2 separate regions of the Pan troglodytes genome follow, and region 1 is linked to region 2. Evidence: chromatin contacts called from public HiChIP or PLAC-seq data. All regions are on one chromosome and are shown on one strand. The core of a region is the stretch at or near the end of the contact, and the rest is flanking DNA. Distances in the headings are between cores, read along the strand shown. Region 1 holds the start of ZC3H4 (zinc finger CCCH-type containing 4). Region 2 holds the start of ARHGAP35 (Rho GTPase activating protein 35).

Region 1 (6,919 bases), core at 927-3,426, 250 kb after region 2:
AGCAAAAACACGGGGAAGAGTCTTCTCTAAAAAAATAGGCAGGAGTTTTCATCAAAAGGGCTGGAGATGCATCTCCCCCCTCCCCAATTCGGCCTTCTAGGGGATAGCTAAAAAACACCCCCCGCCAAAAAATACAAGTGCTAAGAGCACCCACCCAAATGACCCCCAATTACAAGGATGGAGAAGGGACCTGAATGAACCCCCACCTTCTGCCTCCTAAGCTAAAGTACCTATCATCCAAGTAGGACAGGGTGTGCCTCCCCCAGGAGAAAGGATACTGCCGGGGGCTGGGAGACCCCCAACCCCAAACCCTTAAGAGCGGGGCTGTTGTTCGAGATCCCCCCAAAAAGGGCCCGGAGCCCCTCCCCCATCCCCTTCCCCGAAGCCAGGCGACGGGCAAGCGGGCCCGTAGCTGCCAGCTCCGGGCGCAGGGGCAGCCAGGACCCCCGTGGGTCTCCGCAGCACCCCCCACGGCGCCCCCTCCCCAGGACAGGCGGACGGGCGCGGGGGGTCCGAGGGGCGCCTCCTCACCTTCCCCTCAGCATGGCGCCCAAAAAAGACAGAGCGAGAGCGAGGGAGAGCGGGCGAGCGCCGCGAGGGGGGGGAAACGCATGAGGCCGGGAGAGAAAGCAAGCGAGAAAGAGCGAGCGAGCAAGCGATCGAGAGACACCCACCGACCCCGCCCTTCCTCCTCCTCCTCCTCCTCCTCCTCCGCGGCCCGGCCCAACATGGCGGCCGCCCCCCTTCCTCCTCCTCCTCTTCCTCCCCCCGGGGACGCAGCCCCGGCCCAACCGGGGGCCTGACCTGTCGTCAGGGAGCGGGAGGCGGTGGTGGAGGAGGTGCGGGGTGGCCGGGCGGGCGTCGGGGGAACACGGAGGAGGCGAAGGCGTTGATGGCGGCGGCGGCGATGGCGGCGGCGGCGACTCTGATGGCGGCGGCGGGGGGGTCCCGGGCGCGGCCTCCATAGTTCCTTTGGGGGGGAGGGGATGTTAATGCACGAAAAAGGACTGCTTGGGCGTGGCGGGATGGGCACACTTAAGCTCGGAGGGCTCCTGATGGGAATGGGGTATATATTTTTTCGGTTTCGGAATCACCTCTGCGCTGACCTCCGCGTAGGCCGCACGGCCTAGGCCTCGGAGGGCCGCTCGCCGCCTGCTTTCTCCGCAGCCCACCCTTGCGGTCACTCGCTCACTGGCGCGGGGCCCTCATAGGGGCGAGAGCCCCCCCCCCCCCACGCACCCCCGCGGGCCCGGGGGGCGGAAGACCCGGGAGACACGGACACTGGTGGGTGGTTGGGTGTAATTAGCGCGGGCCGCGCGCGATGGAGCAAGCGAAGGGTAAGGGGAGAAGAGGAGAGCGAGCGAGGGGGGTGGGGGTGTTAAAAAGAAAAAAAGGATTTGAGGGAGAGAGGGAACGGGCCGCGGAGACGGGCCGACTGTCTCCCTTGTCTGCCCGTCCTGGGTGCCCCGGCTGCCCGGCCCCCGCCGCAATCAGGAATTGACACAAAATGGCGGCTCGGCCCGAACCAGCCTAGAGGCTGAGGCGGGAGGAAGGGTGAGATGGGAGGGGGAACTGAGAGGCGGAGGCGGAGGCCGTGTCACGTGCAGGAGAGGGGTAGAGACCGCTTGCCCGAAGGCCGGCGGAAAGAGCCGAAGGCAAAGGGCGAGGCCGAGGGGAGGCGGAAATAGCCGAAAGGAGCTGAGCAGGAGAGAGGAGGCGACAGGGGAGAGCCAGAAAGAGCTGAAGGTGGTGATATGGGTGGGGCTAGAGAGAGCATGAGAAACCTAGGGGAGCCATAAATAGCCTAAGCCGATCGGGACCGGGGAAGGAGGAGAAACTGAGACGGTCCGGAAAGAGCCGAAAGCGGTGTCCGGGTGGGTGGCAGGAGGTGGAAACAGCCGAAAGAAAAGCAGCCAGGGTAATGCGATTAAGAGAATGAGCTGAACGGGCGGGGCTGAAGGGGCGATTAATTAAGAGAATAAACGACTTTCAGGAATTCGCAGGAGAGCAAGAGGGAAAAACCGAAAATTGCTAGTTTGAAGGAAGGCGGGAAGAGCCAATAGTTTTAGGTGGGAGAATGGGAGGGAAGGAATTCAGGCTACGGAGAGGGAAAGAAAAAAATAACCGAAAGCTGGAGGCCAGGTGCCGAGAGTCGGAGGTTTCCGGAGAAGCGATGAAGCCCAGCCAGCCCGGAGGTGACGTCACTCGACAACTCAGTCGATGATGTCATCATTGGATGCGAGAGGGGCGGGGCTTGGTAGTCCCTCAGGGGAGTTTAAGGACCTGGGGTGTAGGACCCATGGAAGGCTCTCAAATAGCAGAGCTAGAAACACTGGCCGGTGTCGTAGACTGTGTACAAACAAAATCTTTTGACCCTCATAACCGTCCTAACATAAGCTGCTGCTATTCCCATTTGCAGACTGAAGTTCGGTGTTTTAAGTAATCGGTTCACGGTCATAGGATTAGTTCTAAAAAGCACAGCAAGATTTTTTTTTTAAGAGACAGAGTCTTGCTCTGTCGCCCAGACTGCAGTGCTGTGACACGATCATACCTCACTGTAACCTCGAATCCAGGGATCTTCCTTAAATACTTGTTAGCTCTTTCTACAGTGCCAGTCCCTGTGATGGACCATGGGAACAGTTTCTGTCTTCATGGAACTTAACCGATAATGCCCCAAGGGAGAGAAACAGAGTTAAAGAATAAAGGGGGTGGGTGGAGTGTTAGAGGAGAGTCTTGTAATTGTTCTTTTAGGCTGGTACATGAAAAAGAAGAGATGGTTCCAGGCAGAAGAAATACCTTATTTCAGGCGGGGCGATGTTGCTCACGCCTGTAATCCTAGCACTTTGGGATGCCGGGGCGGGCGGATCGCTTGAGCTCGGGTTGGAGACCAGCCTGACGAACATGGTAAAACCCCTTCTCTACTAAAAATACAAAAATTAGCAGGACATGATGGCTCACACCTGTAGTCCCAGCTGCTCGGGATGTTGAAGAGGGAGAATCGCCCGATCCCGGGAGGTCGTGAGGCTGCAGTGAGCCGAGATTATGCCACTGCACTCCAGCCTGGGCAACAGAGTGAGACCCTTGTCTCAAAAAAAAAGAAAAGAAATACCTTATTTCAGGCCCTGACAAAGCAAAGACCACTTAGATTCCAGGAAGAGAGAAAAACCGTGTCAACAGTGATAAATCTGGAGACAGAGGCACCATGTGACTTCCTGGTATATTGATCCTTTTTTTTTTTTTTTTGAGGCAGAGTCTGTCTCCTCGCTCTGTCGCCCAGGCTGGAGTGCAGTGGCGCGGATCTCGGCTCACTGCAAGCTCCGCCTCCCGGGTTCACGCCATTCTCCTGCCTCAGCCTCCCAAGTAGCTGGGAATACAGGCGCCCGCCACCACGCCCAGCTGATTTTTTGTATTTTTAGTAGAGACGGCGTTTCACCGCGTTAGCCAGCATGGTCTTGATCTCCTGACCTCGTGATCCGCCCGCCTCGGCCTCCCAAAGTGCTGGGATTACGGGCGTCAGCCACCGCACCCAGCGGATCCTACTGTTTTTTAAATGTTCCAGCTGGCAGCGGGGCGTGGTGGCACACACCCATAATCCCAACACTTTGGGAGGCCGAGGCTGGCGGATCACTTGAGGTCAGGAGTTTGAGATCAGCCTGGCCAACGTGACGAAACCCCGTCTCTACTAAAAATACAAAAAATTAGCCAGGCATGGTGTGGCGCGCCTGTAATCCCAGCTACTTGGGAGACTGAGGCAGAAGAATCGCTTGAACCTAGGGGGTGGAGGTTGCAGTGAGCCAAGATGGCACCACTGAACTCCAGCCTGGATGACAGAGCAAGACTCCGTCTCAAAAAAAAAAAAAAAAAAAAAAAAAAAATTAGCCAAGCGTGGTGGCCGCCACCTGTAATCACCAGTTACTCGGGAAGCTGAGGGGAGAATCGCTTGAATCCCGGAGGCAGAGGTTGCAGTGAGCTAAGATCATGCACTCCAGCCTGAGTGACAGAAAGACTTTAATTAAATTAAATGTTGCAGCCGGCACAGTGGCTCATGCCTATAATTCTAGCACAGGAGGATTGCTTGAGCCCAGAGGTTCAAGACCAGCCTGGGCAACATCGTGAGACCCCAGTTTCTTCAAAAAGTCAAAACATGGCCGGGCGCAGTGGCTCACGCCTGTAATCCCAGCACTTTGGGAGGCCAAGGCAGGCAGATCACGAGGACAGCAGATCGAGACCATCCTGGCTAACCCAGTGAAACCCCGTCTCTACTAAAAATACAAAAAATGAGCCGGGCATAGTGGCGGGCGCCTGTAGTCCCAGCTACTCGGGAGGCTGAGACAGGAGAATGGTTTGAACCCGGGAGGTGGAGCTTGCAGATAGCCCCACTGCACTCCAGCCTGGGCAACAAAGCGAGACTCCGTCTCAAAAAAAAAAAAAAAAAAAAAAGAAGTCAAAACATTAGCCCGGCTTCATGCTATGCGCCTGTGGCCCCAGCTACTTGGGAGGCTGAGGCAGGAGAATCACTGGAGCCCAGGAGGTTGAAGCTACAGTGATCTATAATCATGCCACTGTACTCCAGTGGAGACTTTGTCTCAAAAAAAATAAATAAATAAAAATAAAAATAAGGCCAGGCACAGTGGCTCACGCCTGTGATCCCAGCACTTTGAGAACTCTAGGCAGGTGGATCACGAGGTCAGGAGCAGCCTGGCCAACGTGGTGAAACCCTGTCTCTACTAAAAATACAAAAAAAATTAGCCGGGTGTGGTGGCAGTTGCTTGTAGTCTCAGCTACTCAGGAGGCTGAGGCAGGAGAATCGCTTGAACCCAGGAGACAGAGGTTGCAGGGAGCCGAGATCACACCACTACACTAGAGCCTGGGTGACACAGCGAGAAGAAAATTCCTGACAAAATGCTTAAAATAAATTATCAGTGGATGAAACTTGTTTTGAGAAGCTGGTGCTCCCCCCACCATCCCACCTGGTACCCCAGTTGCCAGCCAAGAATTGTGTTACCTTTACCCTGACTATCGTCTTTCTGGATCCAGTCTCAGATCTAATGGTTAGATAATGATTCTCTTCTCCTATAAAATGTCCCTATTAGAGTGAATCTTAATTGGCCAACAAGAGACCTTTTTTCCTTGCATGTAAGATTGTAATAAAATGTTCACTCATGCTCATAGCTATGTTGTCCAAAAAGTTTTCTTTAACACACCAAGAACTAATACTGCAGGTTTGTAGGAATGGAAAGGAAGGACACCAAAGTAGCTCACTATGTTCGATTGTGGATGGTGCCATTCCTTCCTTTACACCTTGATTTTTGGACCTCATGTATTCTGGGTTATGGACAAAATCACTGATTGAGAACATAGACCACATCTAAGAGGACAGCCATTGTCTTTTCAAGGTATGGTCCTGAAGGGGCCCCATCTCTGTAGTTTCAATGGGGCCATTCTACAATTCTAGATGGCCATCTGCTTTTAAGTAATGGGGAAAACAAAAATCCCACCAAGCAGGAATTCCCTGTACTTCTTCAGTGTCATGATGGAACATTGTGGAACATTGTCTGCCAAGCCCTTCTGACACTTCATCTGACTTTTTAATTTTTATTTATTTATTTATTTATTTTTATTTTTTTGAGACAGAGCCTCGTACTGTCACACGGGCTGGAGAGCAGTGGCACAATCTCGGCTCACTGCAACCTCTGCCTCCAGGGTTCAAGTGATTCTTCTGCCTCAGTCTCCCAAGTAGCTGGGATTACAGGCGCCCACCACCATGCCCAACTGATTTTTTGTGTTTTTAGTAGAGACGGGGTTTCACCATGTTGGCCCTGCAGTCTCACACTCGTGACCTTGTGATTCGCTCGCCTCGGCCTCCCAAAGTGCTGGGATTACAGGTGTGAGCCACCGTGCCCTGCCTGTTTAGTTAGTTTTTGAGACAGAGTCTCGCTGTGTCTCCCAGGCTGGAGTGCAGTGTCGCAATCTCGGCTCACTGCAACCTCTGCCTCCCAGATTCAAGGAATTTTCCTGCCTCAGCCTTCCGAGTAGCTGGGACTACAGGCGCACGCCACCATGCCTGGCTAATTTTTTGTATTTTAGTAGAGATGGGGTTTCACCGTGTTGTCCAGGCTGGTCGAGAACTCCTGACCTCAGGTTATATCCACCTGCCTGGACCTCCCAAAGTGCTGGGATTACAGGTGTGAGCCACCGTGCCCTGCCAAGTTTTTTAGTTTTTGAGACAGAGTCTCGCTCTGTCTCCCAGGCTGGAGTGCAGTGGTGCAATCTTGGCTCACTGCAACCTCCGCCTCCCAGGTTCAAGCGATTCTGCTGTCTCAGCCTCCGGAGTAGCTGGGATTACAGGCATGCACAATGCCTGGCTAATTTTTTTTTTTTTTTTTTTTGAGACTGAGTTTTACTCTTGTTGCCCAGGCTGGACAATCTCGGCTCACCACAACCTCCGCCCCCCAGGTTCAAGCGATTCTCCTGCCTCAGCCTCCTGAGTAGCTGGGACTACAGGTACGTGCCACCACGCCCAGCTGATTTTTGTCTTTTTGGTAGAGACAGGGTTTCACCATGTTGGCCAGGATGGTCTTCATTTCTTGACCTTGTGATCCGCCAGCCTCGGCCTCCCAAAGTACTGGGATTACAGGCGTGGGTCACTGCGCCCCGCCAATCTCGGCTCACTGCAAGCTCCGCCTCCCGGGTTCACGCCATTCTCCTGCTTCAGCCTCCCGAGTAGCTCGGACTACAGGCGCCCATCACCATGCCCGGCTAATTTTTTGTATTTTTAGTAGAGGCGGGGTTTCACTGTGTTAGCCAGGATGGTCTCGATCTCCTGACCTCACGATCCGCCAGCCTCTGCCTCCCAAAGTGTTGGGATTACAGGCGTGAGCCACCGCGCCCGGCCAAATTTTTTGTATTTTTAGTAGAG
Region 2 (6,903 bases), core at 2,790-5,289:
GTGCTAGGGACATCGACGATGACTGAAACAGCCCTGGCCCTGCCCTCAGGGGCCTTGCAGTCCGATGGGAAAGACCTATCACCAGATATGGACCACCCAAGGTGGCCAGGGCTTGGACGGGAGACCTAAAGGGACTGTGGGAGCTTGGAAGGAGCAGCTGACCCAGCCTGTTGCATCAGAGAAGGCCTCCTGGAAGAGGGGACATCTGAGCTAGCATCTCAAAGAAGGCTAGAAGGACAACCATGTAGTCTCTGGCTACCATGTCCCCAGTGCCTACCACCCCCTTGTTTAGCATTGGATTTTTTTTTTTTTTTTTTTTTTTTTTGAGACGGAGTCTCCTTCTGTCACCCAGGCTGGAGTGCAGTGGCGCGATTTTGGCTCACTGCAATCTCCATCTCCCGGGTTCAAGCGATTCTCCTGCTTCAGCCTCCCTAGTAGCTGGGATTATAGGCGTGCACCACTATGCCTGGCTGATTTTTGTATGTTTTGTAGAGACAGGGTTTCGCCACGTTGTCCAGGCTGGTTTCGAACTCCTGGCCTCAAGCAATCCACCCGCCTCAGCCTTCCAAAGTGCTGGGATTACAGGCCGGAGCTACTGTGCCTGGCTGACTCATTCACTTTTATTTATTAACAAGTTTTAATTGTGGGTCATTGGCCAGACTTTGGAACTAGCCAGGGTCCCCTGCCTTCAGAGGGCTCACACATAAAATGGTGATACCAACACAGAACTTCATTTAATCTTTTTAGAGACAGGGTCTGGCCTTGTGGCCCAGGCTGGAGTGCAGTGGCACAATCATAGCTCACTGAAGCCTTGAACTCCTGGGCTTAAGTGATCTTTCTTCCTCAGTCTCCTAAAGTGCTGGGATCCAACACAGAACTGCAAACCTTGAACGCTGAAGAAATGCTACGTGTAGCATCGTGACCCAATTGTCTGGGTTTGTATCTCAAACCTGCTGCTTACTAGCTGTGTAACTTCTCTGTACCTTATAAGTTACTCATAAGGTTGTTGTGAGGATTCAGTGAGTTAATGGGTCTAAAGTACTTTTAGACTGCTGCCTGGCATGTCCAGGCATGGTGGCTCATGCCTGTAAACTCAGCGTTTTGGGAGGCTGAGGCAGGAGGCCTCCTTGAGGCCAGGAGTTTGAGACCACCCTGGGCAACATAGCAAGACTCCATCTCTACCAAAAGAAAAAAAAAATTGGCCAAGTGTCATGGTGAGAGCATGTAGTTCCAGCTGCTCAGGAGGATTGCTTGAGCCCAGGAAGTTGAGGCTGCAGTGAGCCATGACTGGTCTACTGCACTCCAGCCTGGGCAACAGAGCAAGACCCTGTCTCAAAAAAAAAAAAATCCACAAAAAAAAAAAACAAATAAAAAGAATGTTGACTAGCCTGGCCAACATAGTGAAACCCCGTCTCTATTAAAAATACAAAAATTTGCCAGGTGTGGTGGCACACACCTGTAGTCCCAGCTACTCGGGAGGCTGAGGTGGGTGGATGGCTTGAGGCCAGGACTTCGGGACCAGCCTGGCCCGAACAGGTAAAACCCTGTCCCTACTAAAAATACAAAAATTAGCCAGATGTGGCGCCTGTAGTCCCAGCTACTCAGGAGGCTGAGGCAGAAGAATCACTTGAACCCGGGAGGTGGAGGTTGCAGTGAGCCGAGATCGCACCACTGCACTCCAGCCTGGGTGACAGAACAAGACTCTGTCTTGAGAAAACAACAAAAACAAAAATTAGCGGGGCGTGGTGGCGCACGCTGGTAATCCCAGACTCTGCCTCAAAATAAAAAATAAAAATAAAAAAAGACTGTTGCTTGGCACGAAGTACTCATTTTTATTATTAAAGAACAAGGGATCAGGCCAAATCTGGGAGACTACCCTGAGAAGGTGACTTCAAGCTGAGAGTTGAAGGGTAAATCAGAGCTGATGGGCTCCCAAGGGGTTTGGGGGATCCAGAGTGAGCCCAAGCGTCCTTGTTCTCCAGATGCTGCCAGCTCACAAATTTAAGATTGAAAAGACTTGGAACACTGCATAGGCGTTGTAAAGACATTAATTTGAAATACAGGTATCAGGAATTCACTGCCCCCCACCTTGTCTTTCCTGTGTCTCCTCAAGTAATCTCAAAAGTCCCTTACACATCACGGTTTGTAATGACAGTCCACGCACTCGATTTGGCAGCCCCGCAGTGCTTAAAGAAAAGTTGTTGTTGTTTCAAGCCACTAACATCTAAAAATCAGACTGAATGCATTAAAAGTGCCTTTTTTTTTTTTTTTTGAGACGGAGTCTCCCTCTGCTGCCCAGGCTGGAGTCCAGTGCTATCTCGGCTCACTGCAACCTCCGCTTCCCGAGTTCAAGCGATTCTCCTGCCTCAGCCTCCTGAGTAGCTGGGATTACAGGCGCCCGTCACGACGCCCACCTCATTTTTGTATTTTTAGTAGAGACGGGGTTTCATGTTGGCCAGGCTGGTCTCGAACTCCTGACCGCAAGTGATCCGCCCGCCTCGACCTCCCAAAGTGCTGGGATTACAGGCATGAGCCACCGCGCCTGGCCCTAAAAGTGCTACATTAAAAAAAAAAAAAAGTCAATGGAAACATCCTTTAATATAAAAATCTTTATTAATGGAATAAACAAGCCCCTGTAATTTTATTTATCAACGCTTACAGAGGGCTTACTATATGCAAGGCATGATTTCAAGAGCTTTGCAAAATATAATCTATTTAATTTTCACAGCAGCCCTACGAGAGAGGTACGATTATTATCCCATTTTATAGATGAAGAGACTGATGGCAGAAATGCCAAATGTAATAGGAAACAGCCTTTCTTCATGCATTCCACAAATATTGGCTCGGCGCCCGGGAAGTTCATCTTCCACGATCTGTACTTCCGGAGGAGTCCCAGAGGAACACCTCCTCAGTTCAGAGGAGTCAAGGGTTACAGCGGTGCCCTCTCCCATCACTACTCTTTTCCCTTCAGGCGCCCTAATTGACATTCGATTTGTAGCCATTTGCACAATGCTAAGTGACAGGCTTGGGCTGCACACAGGACCAGGCCGTCTTCCCTCTCCTGGGGATCAGGCGTTCACAGAACCAAAAACAAGTTGCATGGACGCGCGCGTTGGCTGCAGATTTTCTTCACAGCCAGGAGAAAGAGCACGCGCTCTCCAGCCCCGCCTCTTCTTCCGGGACGACGAATTGCGGGGCTCGGATTGGGCTGAGGCGGGCCACGCCTCCTCATATCCTCCAATCAACTCCCTCTCTGGTGCGCTCCCTCCTTCTCAGCCCCGCCCCACCGCCCCACGTTACGTCGCTCCTTCTGGCCTCCTCCGTTATCCCGGCGGCTGCGGCTCGCGCGGCAAACCCACCTCCCATTGCTTCCCATTGGCTGGTCAGGTCCCGCGCGAGCGGGATCGCGCCCTTCGCCCCCCACCCCCAAAACCGGGCCATGCCTCTCTCCTTCGGCTTTCTCCAGGAGCCAGCGCGAGGCAGCAGATCGGCTGCTTGAGACGCGCGCGCAGACGCGCGCTGCTCCTGCGGACCACTCCCTCCGCTCTGCGCCAGCAGCTGCGCCGGCTGGCAGCCCCCCGCGCACGCGCGCTCGCCCATCCCGCTCCCTCTGCTCGTTTGCAAGTCGCCTCGCTCTCAGTCGCGACGGCGGCCGCCGCAATAGCGGCATTTTCGGGGGCGCACGCGCACTGCACCGTCCGCGGCCGTTCCTAACCTCAGGCAGCGGCTGTGGCAGTAAGCCCCTCGGGTGCGCACGCGCTCTGACCTCTCCCCACTGCCTCGCTGGTTGTTCCTTCGCGGCGCGCGCCCAGGGGCCGTTATACCCCTGCAACGGTCCACGCGCCGCGCACGCGCAGTAGCGAGGGGGCGCGCGCGCGGGAGCGGCCGTCGCAGGAAGGAGGTGCCGCCGCTGCCGCCATTGCGAGGGAGGGAGGGAGGGAGGGAGTGAGCGAGGCTGGTCCGCCCTCCCCCTGGTTCCCGCCCCTCCCCCCTTCCCCTCCCCGCCCCCCGCCCCGAGGGAGAGCCGCGGCGCGGCGGCAGGAGGAGGTGGAGGAGGCGGAGGAGGGAACCCGCGAGGGAGGGTCCGCCCGGCCCCCCGCCGCCGGAGCCGCCGCCGCCGCCGCCGCCTCAGCCGCCGCTGGACTAGGAGCAGGGGAACATGGCGCCGGGGCCCCCGTCGTTGCTGCCGGGATCTTGGAGGCCGGGGCCGCGCTGAGGGCGCCCAGCTGGTGAGTGCGCGAGCTCACGGGCCCCGGGCGGCGAGGCCGGGCGCCGCCCCGCTGCGGGGTCCAGGGGGAGGCGGGGACGGCGGAGCCCGGAGCCCGCGAACAATGGAGGAGCTGGAGGGGGAGGGGAGGAGCGGCCCCCCCCCCCCAGCCCCCCGGGCCCCGCCGTCCCCGTCGCTTCGCGCGTCGGCCCGGCCCGTGGGGCCCTCCTGCCCTTTGGACCTGCCCCTGCCCGCCCCAGCCCTGCTGTCCCCGCCGCCGCCCCCATCCCCGACCCGTTGGGATCTCGGTGTCTGCCTCGGAGCCTACCCGACTTCAGCCAACCGGTTCCCAATTCTGCGCCCCCCTTCCCCCTTCCACCCCTCCATAATGCCCTTCACTCCTCCCGGGCTCTGCAGTGCTCCTGGGACCCATCTTCTCCTCATTGACCATTCTGCATCTCTTAATTGTGGCTCCCACTTTTGAGATCCGTGACGCTTCTCCCTCTTCTCGATTCTGCTCTCACCACCCTTCAGATCTGTCCTCGGCCCCTTCTTTGACCTACCTTCTGTGCTATTATTCCTGTCTCAGAATCTGTTGCACCCTGGGAGCTGTCCCTTTAGGACCTGCGGTTCCAACCCTTTGGAGATCCATCTGAGACCCCTGTTCGGCCAGGCACTGCTGCCCCAGGTCTTCCCCTTGGACTGAATCCCGTTCCCTCGTGGGCCCTGCTACCCGCATTTCTGTCTGCCCTCTCACAGAGCCTGCTGCACCCCGGGATGCCCCTCGGCTGGCTCTCTGACCCTTCCGTGCCCCAGCTCATTCCCCTGATCCCCTCGGACTTGGCTGCACCGTGCTTGCCTGTTCCCCTTCTCAGCTGTTGTTCCCGTTTACCATTCAGACCCTTTCCTGTCTTCCAGACCTTTCTGCCTCTCAGCTCTGCCCCTTGCCCGACCTCAGATCTTGCTGCGCTCCCCTCACCTGCTTGCTTCTGACTCTGCCTTCCCGGGAAGCAGCCTCCTCCCCCTTCTCTGACTCTGCAGGTCTCCCATTTCTGCTATTCACTTAAATGATGTATCCCTAACTCAGACTGCCTTCAGTTTCAGCCCGTGTTCTCTTGGAGGTTTCCTCTCTTCCCCACCTCCTTTTTGGCACTCCTCTGAGCTACTGCATTCATTTGCTTCTCCTTTCTTTGGCCTGTCTCTCCTTCAGTTCTCTGCCTGAAAACTGCTTCCTGTCCCCTCTTTGCTCCAATTCCTCTCCTCCCCGTTTTAGCCCTTAGACATGCCCTTTAACCTCACTATACCTCTGATACCTCCCGGGCTGGTCACCCATCCCCTTCCTGTTCTGCATCTCACAGACCTGCCCCTAGATCCATTTTGTACCTACACTTTCTTCTCGTTTTTTTCAATTCTGCTCCATCCTCTTTATTTAGTGTTTCCCTCCCCAGCTCGGCTCCTTCGGAGCTGTCCACTTGCCCGCATATTTTTAGACCGGTTTTTAACTTCTGTATTGCCGTCCTTTCTTGGAGCGGTCCTTTAACACTGGGGTTCTTGTCACTGTGTCCCCTCTCTGTTCCCTCCCGAGTCTTTTAAGTTTTCCACATGGCAGTCTCTTCCCCCCACCATTTTGATTCAGCCCTCACCCTTCACTCTGCTTTATTTGCCCACCCTCCACTGTTCTGCCTCTTGTCTTCTTTTGGAGTTCTCACTCCAATTGTGACATTAAGATGTCTTCTTAATCATTCTTTCCTATGTATTCCCCCCCACCTTCCTCTTGGAGCTGCCTCAGTGCTGTGATAGATTATCACTCCCCTTTGATATCCCTCTCCCAATTCTGTTCCTCTTGGACTTGTTTCCTTCCTCACCTTTTTTTTTTCTTTCTTTCCCCTTGTATCCTGCCAGGCTCCTTCTCTTCCCATTGAGTTCCTATCAGACCTGCTCCTCGCAGCTCACCACCCGTGGCCCACCCATTCCCCATTGAGCACTTCCCCTTTCAGGCATATCTTTCTCTGTTCTCCATCCCTCTGCTGCAGAGGCAAAGGGGCTGGATTGGGCCTTAGGCTCTCCAGGCTCTGAGACTGCAGATTCTCTGCGCCCTAAACCTGAGGGTTCTCTCCCCAGGGATCCTGAGAGATCTGGGTAAATAGGTGGGGGTTGGTTGATTGTTACTACTCTCTGGAGTCTGGGAGTGTCTCCTCCATTTCCCCCACTTCCACTAGGTTAGTAGTGTGGGGGGAGGTAGATCTTTTTCCATTGCCCCATTTTCTTTCCTCTGCTGTTTGCTCTCTCCCTTCCGATCTCTGGGCTTTGCAGCTTTGTGTCCTTTGGAAAAGGGGATTGCAGCTGCTCACAGATCTTTATTCTCTTTCTCACTTTCCCTCCTTCCTTCTCTGAGCCATTGCATAGAGTACCCTCTCTCCCCTTCCACCTCTAAGCCAGCAACCCTAGGAGTGTCCTTCCCTTCCCCCCTCTTTCGCCCCTCCCCCCAAGCTGACAAGTTATTTCAATATATAGTTTTACCTCTAGCTGGGGAAATGCCAGTTCTCAAATTATTCCGATCCCACCTGGGGTTATGGCCACAGTTGGACCTAGGGAAACTACAGTATTGCCTTCCCTAATGGCCTCTGGTTTGCAGTGTGACCTTGTGGGAGGGGATGGGGAAGGTGGGCTTATTTCTTTTTCACCTTTGCCCCGGG

What was found. HiChIP or PLAC-seq counts read pairs in DNA pulled down with a chosen protein or histone mark.
Region 1: an H3K4me3 HiChIP or PLAC-seq map of stem cell-derived excitatory neurons shows a contact between it and region 2, with 6 times the contacts expected there. The contact joins the promoter of ZC3H4 here to the promoter of ARHGAP35 in region 2. A contact is called at or near these places in 1 of 7 Hi-C or Micro-C datasets (stem cell-derived neural progenitor cells) and 1 of 1 datasets of contacts at active chromatin or transcription factors (stem cell-derived excitatory neurons).

Annotation. Positions count from the first base shown.
Region 1 is chr20:50,042,427-50,049,345 of NHGRI_mPanTro3-v2.0_pri, forward strand. It overlaps ZC3H4 (zinc finger CCCH-type containing 4), which reads right to left and starts at 2,177. Exons shown (of 15, transcript XM_063801956.1): 1 at 2,126-2,177; 2 at 805-970. The coding sequence starts at 965.
Region 2 is chr20:49,787,827-49,794,729 of NHGRI_mPanTro3-v2.0_pri, forward strand. It overlaps ARHGAP35 (Rho GTPase activating protein 35), which reads left to right and starts at 4,040. Exons shown (of 7, transcript XM_016936303.4): 1 at 4,040-4,229.